3 separate regions of the Zea mays genome follow, and all the other regions are linked to region 2. Evidence: chromatin contacts called from public Hi-C data. All regions are on one chromosome and are shown on one strand. The core of a region is the stretch at or near the end of the contact, and the rest is flanking DNA. Distances in the headings are between cores, read along the strand shown. Region 1 holds the start of LOC100279881 (Dolichyl-diphosphooligosaccharide--protein glycosyltransferase subunit STT3A). Region 2 holds the start of LOC103651202. Region 3 has its middle 4.3 kb from the start of LOC100193809.

Region 1 (3,467 bases), core at 941-3,440, 200 kb before region 2:
GTTTGAGAGAGGTAGCAAAGTCCTTCCAAGATGGTGGCAACTTGGCGATTATACCGCCAGCCACAAACTTGTCAGGCAAAGGACAAGGAAAAAGTTCGAGTTCCTTAGCTAGTGCCTGAAACTCATGAGCCTGTTCCACTACAGATCGGTTCTCAACCATCTTGTAGTCATACAGCTGCTCCATGAGGTACAACTCGCTACCAGCGTCAGTTACTCCAATCTTTCCGACAAGTGCATCCCACAGCTCTTTCCCTATGGGAAGGATGATATAGCTTTTCTGGAATTTTGTATCCAGTGCGCTAATTACTGCTCCTCGAAAGAGGTTGTCTTCAGCCTTAAACTTAGCCTCATCCTCAGGAGGTAAGTTGGCAGGCTTGCCCTCAGCGGCATGAAAACAAGACATTGCAGTTAGCCACAATTCCATTTTAGCTTTCCATATCAAGAAGTTTTTACCATCAAAAGGATCAGGCTTTAGCACAGCAGCAAAACCTCTGACAGAAAAATGCCTAAAATTAGGTTTTTGGATTGTTAGAATTATAGACATTTTCCGTATCATTTTAATTCCATAAATTAGTATTATGATGATGACATATGAAATATAATTAACCATGACATCAAATATATCCATAACAATATGGATCATGAGAACATAAAGCATATGAATTATATAAATCATATAAATACGATAAACATGTAATCTGACTGAACAATTGAAAATAAACAGATAGAAACATGAACATCATGTCTGTAAAATTAAAACAGACAGATCTATCATATTATAATAAGGCAGAACAGATAAGATAAAATCATTTCTACATATGAAACAACATAGATGAATATATGAGACATATATAATCTCCAGAACGCAAAACAGTAAGTAAATAAACTGATCATACCTTCCCATGCGCTCTGATAATCCAGATCCTTGGCCAGCTTCTTTTGTCATGTTGGAGATGTTTTGGGCAGTCGCGTAGACGCTCCCCAAAAACCTAATTGCCGATCCCTCGTGCAAGGTCTCGAACGGCAAGGGCTCCGGAGGCACCTGCCCTCTCGCTTCTCTGTGCGCGCAGAGTCACGAGATGGAAATACCCTCACTCGGCGGCTGGACTGTGATTCTGAAAGTGGTTTTTCGCTTGTACCGAGTGACAGTGGTGCTCCCTCTATTTAACCTCTTGTAGAGGGAAGTTGAAGGAGAAAGGTCACCGAGTCATGCCATGAGTCGGCCAGCACTCGCCGAGTCACGTCATGAGTCGGTCAGCTGAAGGAGAAGGGTCACTCGGCTGGCTGACGAAGAGACAGGTGCCACACCACACCACGCCCCGCCCGGCCGGCGGCGACGCGCGCGCGACACGCCCTTGTCCCTTTCTTAACTTCTCAAGTTAAGTGAAATAAATCCCACCATATAAGTCAAGCCAAAAGACCCTTGGACTTCCAATGTGGTACTATTTGTATTCTCCACCATTACACACCTTAGAGTTTATTCAATAAATGGGTCAAACCTATAAAAGATCTAACAGTGAACAGTACCCTTTCCATTCTGAAATTTATTCTGCCATCAATTTTTTCCGGCAGCGAACGCAAAGAGGTACGGCTGCACGGACTGCTCCATCTGTAACTCCTCGACGATGCAGCCAGACGCGCACACAGCTCGTTGCCGCACGCGCCGCGGTGGTCGGAGGACAGGGGGTCCAGCCAGCGATGTGGTGCACGACGGCGACGATGGAGTCATGTTGAGCTGCTCCGGCATGTTGAGGAGCGAGAAGGTGATGTAGACCACCGGGTACGCGCCGTCGATGGAGACGTGGAGTGGGGATTGACCGGCGCTATAGGCGGCCCATAGCTGCTCGCTCTTGCTGCAGGAGAAATTGTCAGGACGAGGCAGGGGTAAATCCGGCAGCTCGTCTCCTCTAACTCAGTTGAATCTTTTTTTTTTGTTTATTAAACGACCAATGACATTTTAAGGTGGGCGACATGTTTTATAATGACATTAGAGTGAAGTCCCTCAAAACAATGGCAGAATGATGACAGAATCCCAAATTTCTCCCAGGGATCAGAAAAAAAAAACTGCCGGCAAAAACAAATTGTACAATCTCCTCGCGGCGGACGATGCTAGGTGGTCGATGCTGCGCTCGCGGTGTGTCCGACTGCCCGAGCGTAGGACCCGCCGACTCTTTTCCCTGTCCAATACTCCAAAGTGCAAACGCCAAACACGAAAAAATTCGATAAACCTCCGCCTCCCGGCCGCCGGCCTTCCCCGTCTTCCTCTGACCCAAAACTCTTCTTCTCAGCAGCAATGCCGGAGCCCCAGTCCTCTGTGGCGTCAAGCGGAAGCGTAGATCGCCTCCGCAACGCCTTCGGCGGAGTGCTGTGCATCTTCACCCTCCTTCTCATCGGCGTCCTCGCCTTCTCCATCCGACTATTCTCCGTAAGATCTATCCGAACCCCACCATTTTTAAATCCTTTTGGGAATTGGGAATCCCAACATGGTTTGCCCGGGCCCATGCCTGTCTTACTGGTCCGTTGATGTGCCGCAGGTGATCAAATACGAAAGCGTCATCCACGAGTTCGATCCCTACTTCAATTACCGCGTTACCCAGGTTTTTTCCCGTGGTGCCTCTGTGTTTGTCCACAGCCTGTTATTGTCTTATTGGGATGCATCAGGATTCAGGTGTTGAGTTCGCTTAGGAGTCATGTTCTCTTCAACGAGTTATGGGGTTAGGGACTTCAGTAGACATGCGAGCTCCATTTCTTTTGGGTCACTAGGTCGACACAAAACTTGGTATGCAATTAATTTGAAAATGGCATTGCCACTGTATTTAATTAGTTAGCTGACCAGGAAAAATCTGGGTACCACTTGCATCCCTAGACTTCTTTGCAAATTGTCTATTGTAATATACACTGTTGTATAGTCTCAGGTGACATGTGGGTGTATTGAATGGTCCCAACATTTGGGTGAATAAAATGGCAGGAATGTTTTCCAATGTACATTTGCTGCTTGGATTTGTGCACAAATGTTTTACTAGTGTGTCTTAATGTTTCAAAAGCAGTTGTGCACATGCACTTAAATTTTGATTCATTGTAATTTCCCCCTTGTCTCAGTTCTTGTCAAAGAATGGCATATATGAATTCTGGAACTGGTTTGATGACCGAACATGGTAACATTTCCAAGAACACTTGAATCTATCCTTGTTTTCCAGTTATTTCTATGCTCACTGTCACCTGCTTTTAGGTATCCTCTTGGGCGTGTTATTGGTGGCACTGTCTATCCTGGTTTGACACTTACTGCTGGTACAATATGGTGGTATGTGACTGCCAATGCATACTATTAGAAATGCTTCATTGGTAGATTTGAACTACTGTTAGCATGACTGAATTGTTTGGTTGGCATAGGTTGTTGAATTCCCTTAACATCCCATTGTCGGTGGAGACTGTCTGTGTATTCACTGCTCCAGTTTTCTCAGTCAATG
Region 2 (3,353 bases), core at 663-3,162:
ATATATATAGGGTTTACAAACTCGTACCAATTAGAAAAATATTAAACTTGCACCAGTATTCATTACTCGTAATGGATACAATATGGTACATGGACCCATGGGTCTCTCGCGCGCATATATATATATATATATATATATATATATATATATATATATATATATATATATATATATATATATATATATATATATATATATATATATATATATATATATATATATATATATATATATATATATATATATATATATATATATATATAGTTTATATATTAAGAGCCCTGGGCTTCCAATAATAAAGGAAGCCCAGGCTAGTCAACATGGGCATTTTGGTTGAACCACACCGAGTCAACTGGGCACAGTCACGGCGCCGTTACCCCCGTGAACCAGCCACCTCTCCCACGTTTCCTGTTTCTAAAACCGTACTCGCGCATTCAACGGAGATAAACCAGCGGCCATTTGAAGAAAACCCCAGCCGCGCAGAGTTTCCTTTCGTGGGAGGCGACTCCCCTGGCGATTTCAGCGTCTCCAAACCAGCGCAGCGCCAATCCTCCGCCGCTCCAATCCAGCGCCATTCCATTACTCCTTACATCCTTCAATCTCCCAGCATTGGAGCCGATTCAAGAAGTTCCAGGTAATCCCAGATTGAAATACCCCGAGTTTGCCGTCGAGTTTTTGAGCCCTATCTGTCGATTTTGAAGTGGATTTGATGGTAACCCTTATTATCCAGCTAAATGTGTGATTTGTATCCGCTTATACATCACTATAATCGGGTAATTTCATCGCGCATTGCATCTGTTTTATGTTTAGGAGCCCCGATATTAGGGTATGTGTATTTATTCTGTATTCCTACTATCGCCCGACATTCTGTATTTAGGCAAAGGCTGTGGATTAGGTATTTACTGATTAGTTAGCAGATAGTACTTTTATACAACCCAAGTAATATATATATGCTGTTTGTATGTAATATTTATGCATATCTTCAGTTCTGTTTATGCACATTCACCTGATTCATTTGTTTACACATTTGGTTTATTATATATGCATATAGTCAGTACTCTTTATGCACATTTACTTTAATGATTTGTTTCACATATATTTTATTATCAAATATGCTTATTTGTATTTGATATATATGCATATCCTCAGTACTGTTTATGCACAATCACTTGAGTCATTTGTTTAAACATTTGTTTTATTATACATGCATATAGTCAGTATTCTTTATGCACATTTACTCCAACGATTTGTTTCACATACATTTGTTTAAACATTTGTTTTATTATAAATGATATGCTTATTGTATATCATTTATATGCATATCCTCATTACTTTTTATGCCCATTCAATTAAATAATTTTGTGTACACATCTGTTTTATTATATATAAAATATACCCATTGGATTTGATACATATGCATATTGGCAGTAATGTGTATGCTCATTCATACACAAGTTTGTGAACAGGTATTAAGCATATTTGAATTGTTATATTTACTTGCATAATTAGTTTACACGCCTATTAATTATATATAAATACATACAGATACTGTTATTTAAGCAAATGTTATTTACATATTCATGTTATTTGAGCTAAATGTTTTTATTACTACGAACCAGTTATTAAAATATGTTGTATAGTTAGTTGATGCATAAAGGCTTTTATTTTAGCTAAATGTAAAAGGTAGTTTAAGTCATGTAATTCCATTTAGCACTATATAGTACGCATTTCAGATAGTTATAGTAAAAATTAGTTTTTTTCTGGCATATATTCTTGCATAAATCAAAGTATTTAAAAACAACTTCCTTTTTCTACAGATTTATTTATTATTTAGTCATGAAGTCTGTTGATCGCCCGCCCAGTAATCCAAAAAGATTAACTATTGAATCCAGTCAGGAGGTTTTTCAATTGACATTTCCAGACGTACAAGATCCAGCAGCTCAGCTCACCAAGGTGATATTCCTCAAAATCAGGAACAGAATGAGCCTCAGCCAGCCCCAATCCATCGTGTTCGCAGAAAGGCTTTAGCTTGTCGTTTAAAAAGACAACCTCCTGCTCCAGCCGCTCTCTCTGACGACGACTTCATGGATGCTCCATCGTTAAAGCGTCAATTCAGATCTGCATCACCTTCTCCTCCAGATCAAATCAGCTCAAAGAAGTTAAAAGTACCTTCTCCTCAAGTTCCGACCGTGAAAAGAAGCCCAAAGTATAATATCATTGCCAAAAAAAACTCTCCTAAAAAGAAGTCTCCTGTCAAATCACAGGTAATATGTATATATATTATGTTTATTCATGTGTTAATCATGGTGCCCAATCAATGTTGAATTTTCCCCCACTTTACATTTATGCATATTATTATCAACAAATATGGTGTTTACTTTTTTTAGTGTTTTAGACTAGTTATTTACAAGCCTGTAATAAATATAGTATCATTAGTTCTACCTATATATATACTTTCTGTATTAATGAATATTCATTTATGCTTCCAGAAATTGAATATCCGATGCATTCCCTTGGATGTTATTGTATCATCATGGATAATGAGCGATCGGCAGCGTGATGCCGTCGCTAGGTTGGGATTTTCTAGCATATTTGATTTGCGAACTGATGCATTGGAGAGCAGATCACTTATCAGGTGGTTGATGGACAAATTAGATCCAAATGACATGACCATACGCCCAGGGGCTGGCAAAGAACTTAAGATAACAAAAGATACGGTTCATCTCATTTTGGGGTTGCCATGTGCCGGAGGAGGTAGAGAGTTTACTGATTGGTACGGTGAAATCGATGCTGCTGCTAATCTGAGACGTCATCTCAATGTCTGTAAAGAAGAATTTGATGTTGTCAAGCTTCAAGATAAGATAGTGCTTGGCAACGATGATGAGCTATCAATTAGATGTTTTTTTCTCATTCTATTCAATCGACTTCTGTTTCCTTCTGCATCTTGGGGCATTACAAACAATGAGGTGCTCATGACTTCAAACATGGCCCGAATGGCTGATATTGACTGGTGTCAACTAGTTTACACGGATTTGTGCGATGCTGCCGCACGTTGGCATAAAAGGAACAAAACTAACATCACAGCAACAATATATGGATGCTCACTCATTGTTTTAGTAAGTAATTTTATCTTGTTAACTGTGCATATACATGGTATGCAAATATTTGTTATGTACTAATTTTATATATTTGTGCATTCCTTTTTTACAGATTTACTATCTTGATCACCTACATCACCCTGCTGCTCCGGATAACAAATATGGTACTCCACGCATTAAGTTTTTTGACAATGAGACCATAAGACAGTTGGCTCGGGGTGACAGACGCCCCCCCCCCCCCCGTAAAACTGGTGA
Region 3 (3,209 bases), core at 134-2,633, 170 kb after region 2:
AGCACGAGGAGCACAGCTGGAGTCCTCGAGTCCTCGACCAGTCGACCTCGCGCACACCGCACACGTCTCCGACTCCTCAATGACTACATAGCACCGGATTTCACAGATACCTACGTTGAGGAACACGAACACACCGGAAGAATTAGGGTTAGGAGTAGGGCCCGATGAACACACCGACAGAATCATAGAATAGGGAAAGGAAAGGAGTAGGGCCCGAGGAACTCACCTTGTGCAGTCGGAGCACCGGAGACGACAGACGATGGCTGAGATCCGTGGAGCGAGGAACACCGGAGGGGATTAGGGTTAGGAACACCGGAGAGGACCGGGAGAGGAAGGTAAGTATAGATGTCCAAGCACGGCGGGGGCGGCCGGCGGGCAACTGAGTCCAAGCACAGAGGACAGAGGAGACACCGGCGGACGGCGGCGATCCGCAGATCCGAGAGGGGAGAGGAGATTAGGGTTCGGGCGGAGTCGTCGATGCGAGGGCGAGAGGCGGAGAGTCTGAGACTGAGAGCGTAAATGCGAGGGCGAGAGGCGGGGTGGGTCTGGGAGCCTGGGAGTGGGACGCGCCGCGCGAGGCCGGTTAATATTACCGGGCCGCCACGTGCCTCCCCCTTAGACGGGCCGGGTCGGGCTAAACCCGACGGGCTGAAATCCTTGGCTCAGCCCGACACGGCGAACGGGCCGGGCTGGCCCAGGCACGTTTGAAACCGGGCCATGCCGGTGCTGGGCCGGGCTATTTTCGTGCCGTGTTGCGGGCCACCCGGTGGGCCCAACCCAGATGGACATCTATAAGGTCAGGATCGCTGTGTACAGGCAGCCGAAAAAGGCCCAGTTACGCCGGCTTAATTACCAAACCAACGCGCGGTTGCCAAGTTTCATGGGTTAGGTTTTGACCCAGGGGTTTTCGGCTTTTCGCTGGAGTTTTCGGCTTCTGTTCGTTCACCTGGGGCTTATCGAGGCGACCGGGAGTCGAAGCCCGATCCGGTCTCGTGTTCGTTCCTTGCGATCAACTCAACAGCACGAGTGGAAAGGGAGCACGTGGTGTGCTGCCTGGCGATCTGAACTTGGTTGGATATTTAGGTCATGGCTGCAGCCAGGCTGGGGGTTATTAATCCTGCAACTGCGAGGTTAGATGACCGACAACCATCTGTCACTTGGGGCCTCGTCTTCCAATCGAAGAGAAGTGGGGACACCGTCAAAAGAATTAGAAAGCGCAGAGGGAAAGCAACCACCGCCGTCCACCGGGATCTGATTTTTCGGCCGGACTTGTCGCTGCCCGGAATCACAGGAGCGGCACGCGGAACGTGTACTCCGGCCTCCGCCGACAGTCCGTGGCCTGGGCGGAATTGATGGCCGATTGGCCCACCGATGGCCACTGGCCGGACGACCGTGCCTCTGCGAGTGCGAGTGCGACGCGGCCGGGCTTTGCGTTCGCGAGTCGCGGCTCTGACGTGGATTTCTCTCTCTTTTTTTTGTTTTCGTGGAAAAAAAAGGCTAGTAGCGGCTAAAACCCTAGCCCGAGAGAGCAGAACTGGCCAGGGCGCCGCGCGCGCACATGGACGCACGCAACGACGATAGCGGGATGCCTGCCTGCCGCGTTTGAGGAACACGCGGCGCAGAGTGGCAGGGCGTGATTGGTATTGCGGGAGACGGGACGAGACGAGAGGCGCGTCTGCCGAGCCGTGGAACGTGGCCTGTGGGCGCCGGCGCGATTGGTGGCCGCAGTTGGCGAGGACGACCAGCTGGGCAAGCAAAGCAGCCGGGAGCGGTTTCCGACGCCACCAAGGTACTACAGTACAACAGAGCTGGGGGAAAAAACGCGAATGGAGAGCCGTTCTGCACCGATTCATGCATTGGCCTGGAAACACTAAACGATAGTTTACCTGCATATGGCTATGGGTTTCAGAAGAGGCCTGTCACGAAATTTGGTGCAGAGTTGTTCGTGCTAGTCAAGGGATGGCGCCGACACCCAGAACGATGGTTTTCTGAAATGGAAGAAGATACCGATGGCTAGAGAATAGAGATTATTTGGCGAGTTATTAGAAGATGAAGGTAGATCCACGTTGTTGTGGCCCACTGACCATCGTTGTTCTTGTACTTCTAGATTGCGAGTAGTCCTTCTATAATCCTATTAGAACAACTCTAAAAAGATGCTAAAAAGTTTTCGCCAACAAATTTTAGGATAAGTTTATATCTTTTTTTTTTGGAGTTGCTCTTAATATCCTTGCCTAGCTTGGCGGATCCTTGCCAAGCGTTTTGGTGGGGCGTTGGGCCGATGTGACTGTCCGGGCTTTGGGCAGGCCTCCCGAAACAGCAGCAGTGACCTGTGGGCCTGGATACAAATTCGATAGGCTTAGCTTTAATTGTATGGGCCATATGGCTGGCCTGCGACGTGGATGGACCTTGCGGGCCTCGCCAGAACGCAATACGTACTTCCATGAGGCAGGGCGCATAGCCTGCATCATAGCATATTTAGACTGTGTCCAGTAATATCTTCTAAATTTCGTCTGCTAAAAAAATATTCTCTATTCCTTATAGTATCATCTAAAATATTATGTTCTTTATGTACTTTTATCTTCAGCAATAACTTCTAAATGTGATCCTCTATATCTACCGTACAGTCGTACCTACAGTATTGCCTACATAGCCTAATTTACTCCAATTGCTGCTAGAGGCCTGAAGTCTAATAAGATGCTGTGGTGGACAAAAGTCTAGTGCCTTGGTTTCATCTGAAACACTGGTACGGTGATTAATCGATCACCACTATGGTGGACAAAAGTCTAGTACCATGGTTTCATCTTGTAACCTGATGAAAAAAATGATATCTTAATTCGCCCCCGTGACTTCTTTAGCATTAAGGGATGACCAGAGACTTATCCTGACTTCCTGAGACATTGAGTGATTGGAAAAAAAAATTCCTCGGGCAAAAGCTAAAAGTGCACCCACAATTATACAGTATGCAGCTTTTTTGCAACCTAATCTACTCGAAAGTGATGTTAATTCGTGAAGATAATGATTTACCCTATAATACACTACATGTTCCTTTCGCCGTAATTGGGCGCCAAACCAGCAGTGAATTTTCCTATAATACATTACATGTTCCTTTCGCCGTGTAATTGTGCGCCAAACCAGCACTGCATTTTTTACTCCTAGCTTCCACCAGTCACGCTGGGCTCACGTGGTGATTTGTACATCAAGATTCAAGA

Evidence for each region. A called contact is a pair of places that touch in the nucleus more often than the background predicts.
Region 1: a contact with region 2 is called in a Hi-C map of tassel, with 2.1 times the contacts expected there. The contact joins the promoter of LOC100279881 here to the promoter of LOC103651202 in region 2. A contact is called at or near these places in 2 of 25 Hi-C or Micro-C datasets (ear and tassel).
Region 3: a contact with region 2 is called in a Hi-C map of tassel, with 6 times the contacts expected there. The contact joins the enhancer-like site here to the promoter of LOC103651202 in region 2. A contact is called at or near these places in 3 of 25 Hi-C or Micro-C datasets (ear, leaf and tassel).

Annotation. Positions count from the first base shown.
Region 1 is chr3:202,096,594-202,100,060 of Zm-B73-REFERENCE-NAM-5.0, forward strand. LOC100279881 (Dolichyl-diphosphooligosaccharide--protein glycosyltransferase subunit STT3A) reads left to right here and starts at 2,191. Exons shown (of 21, transcript NM_001152834.1): 1 at 2,191-2,425; 2 at 2,535-2,597; 3 at 3,100-3,155; 4 at 3,230-3,301; 5 at 3,391-3,467. The coding sequence starts at 2,294.
Region 2 is chr3:202,299,941-202,303,293 of Zm-B73-REFERENCE-NAM-5.0, forward strand. LOC103651202 reads left to right here and starts at 1,913. Exons shown (of 5, transcript XM_020551014.2): 1 at 1,913-2,264; 2 at 2,490-3,116; 3 at 3,211-3,353. The coding sequence starts at 2,085.
Region 3 is chr3:202,466,653-202,469,861 of Zm-B73-REFERENCE-NAM-5.0, forward strand. No RefSeq gene overlaps it. Among protein-coding and RNA genes, the nearest start is that of LOC100193809, 4.3 kb to the right of the region's middle. Within about 2 kb of position 1,384, at least 20 of the 20 cell types and tissues checked have an H3K27ac peak or open chromatin away from gene starts, as enhancers often do. A contact at or near this core is called in ear, leaf and tassel, where this site is marked.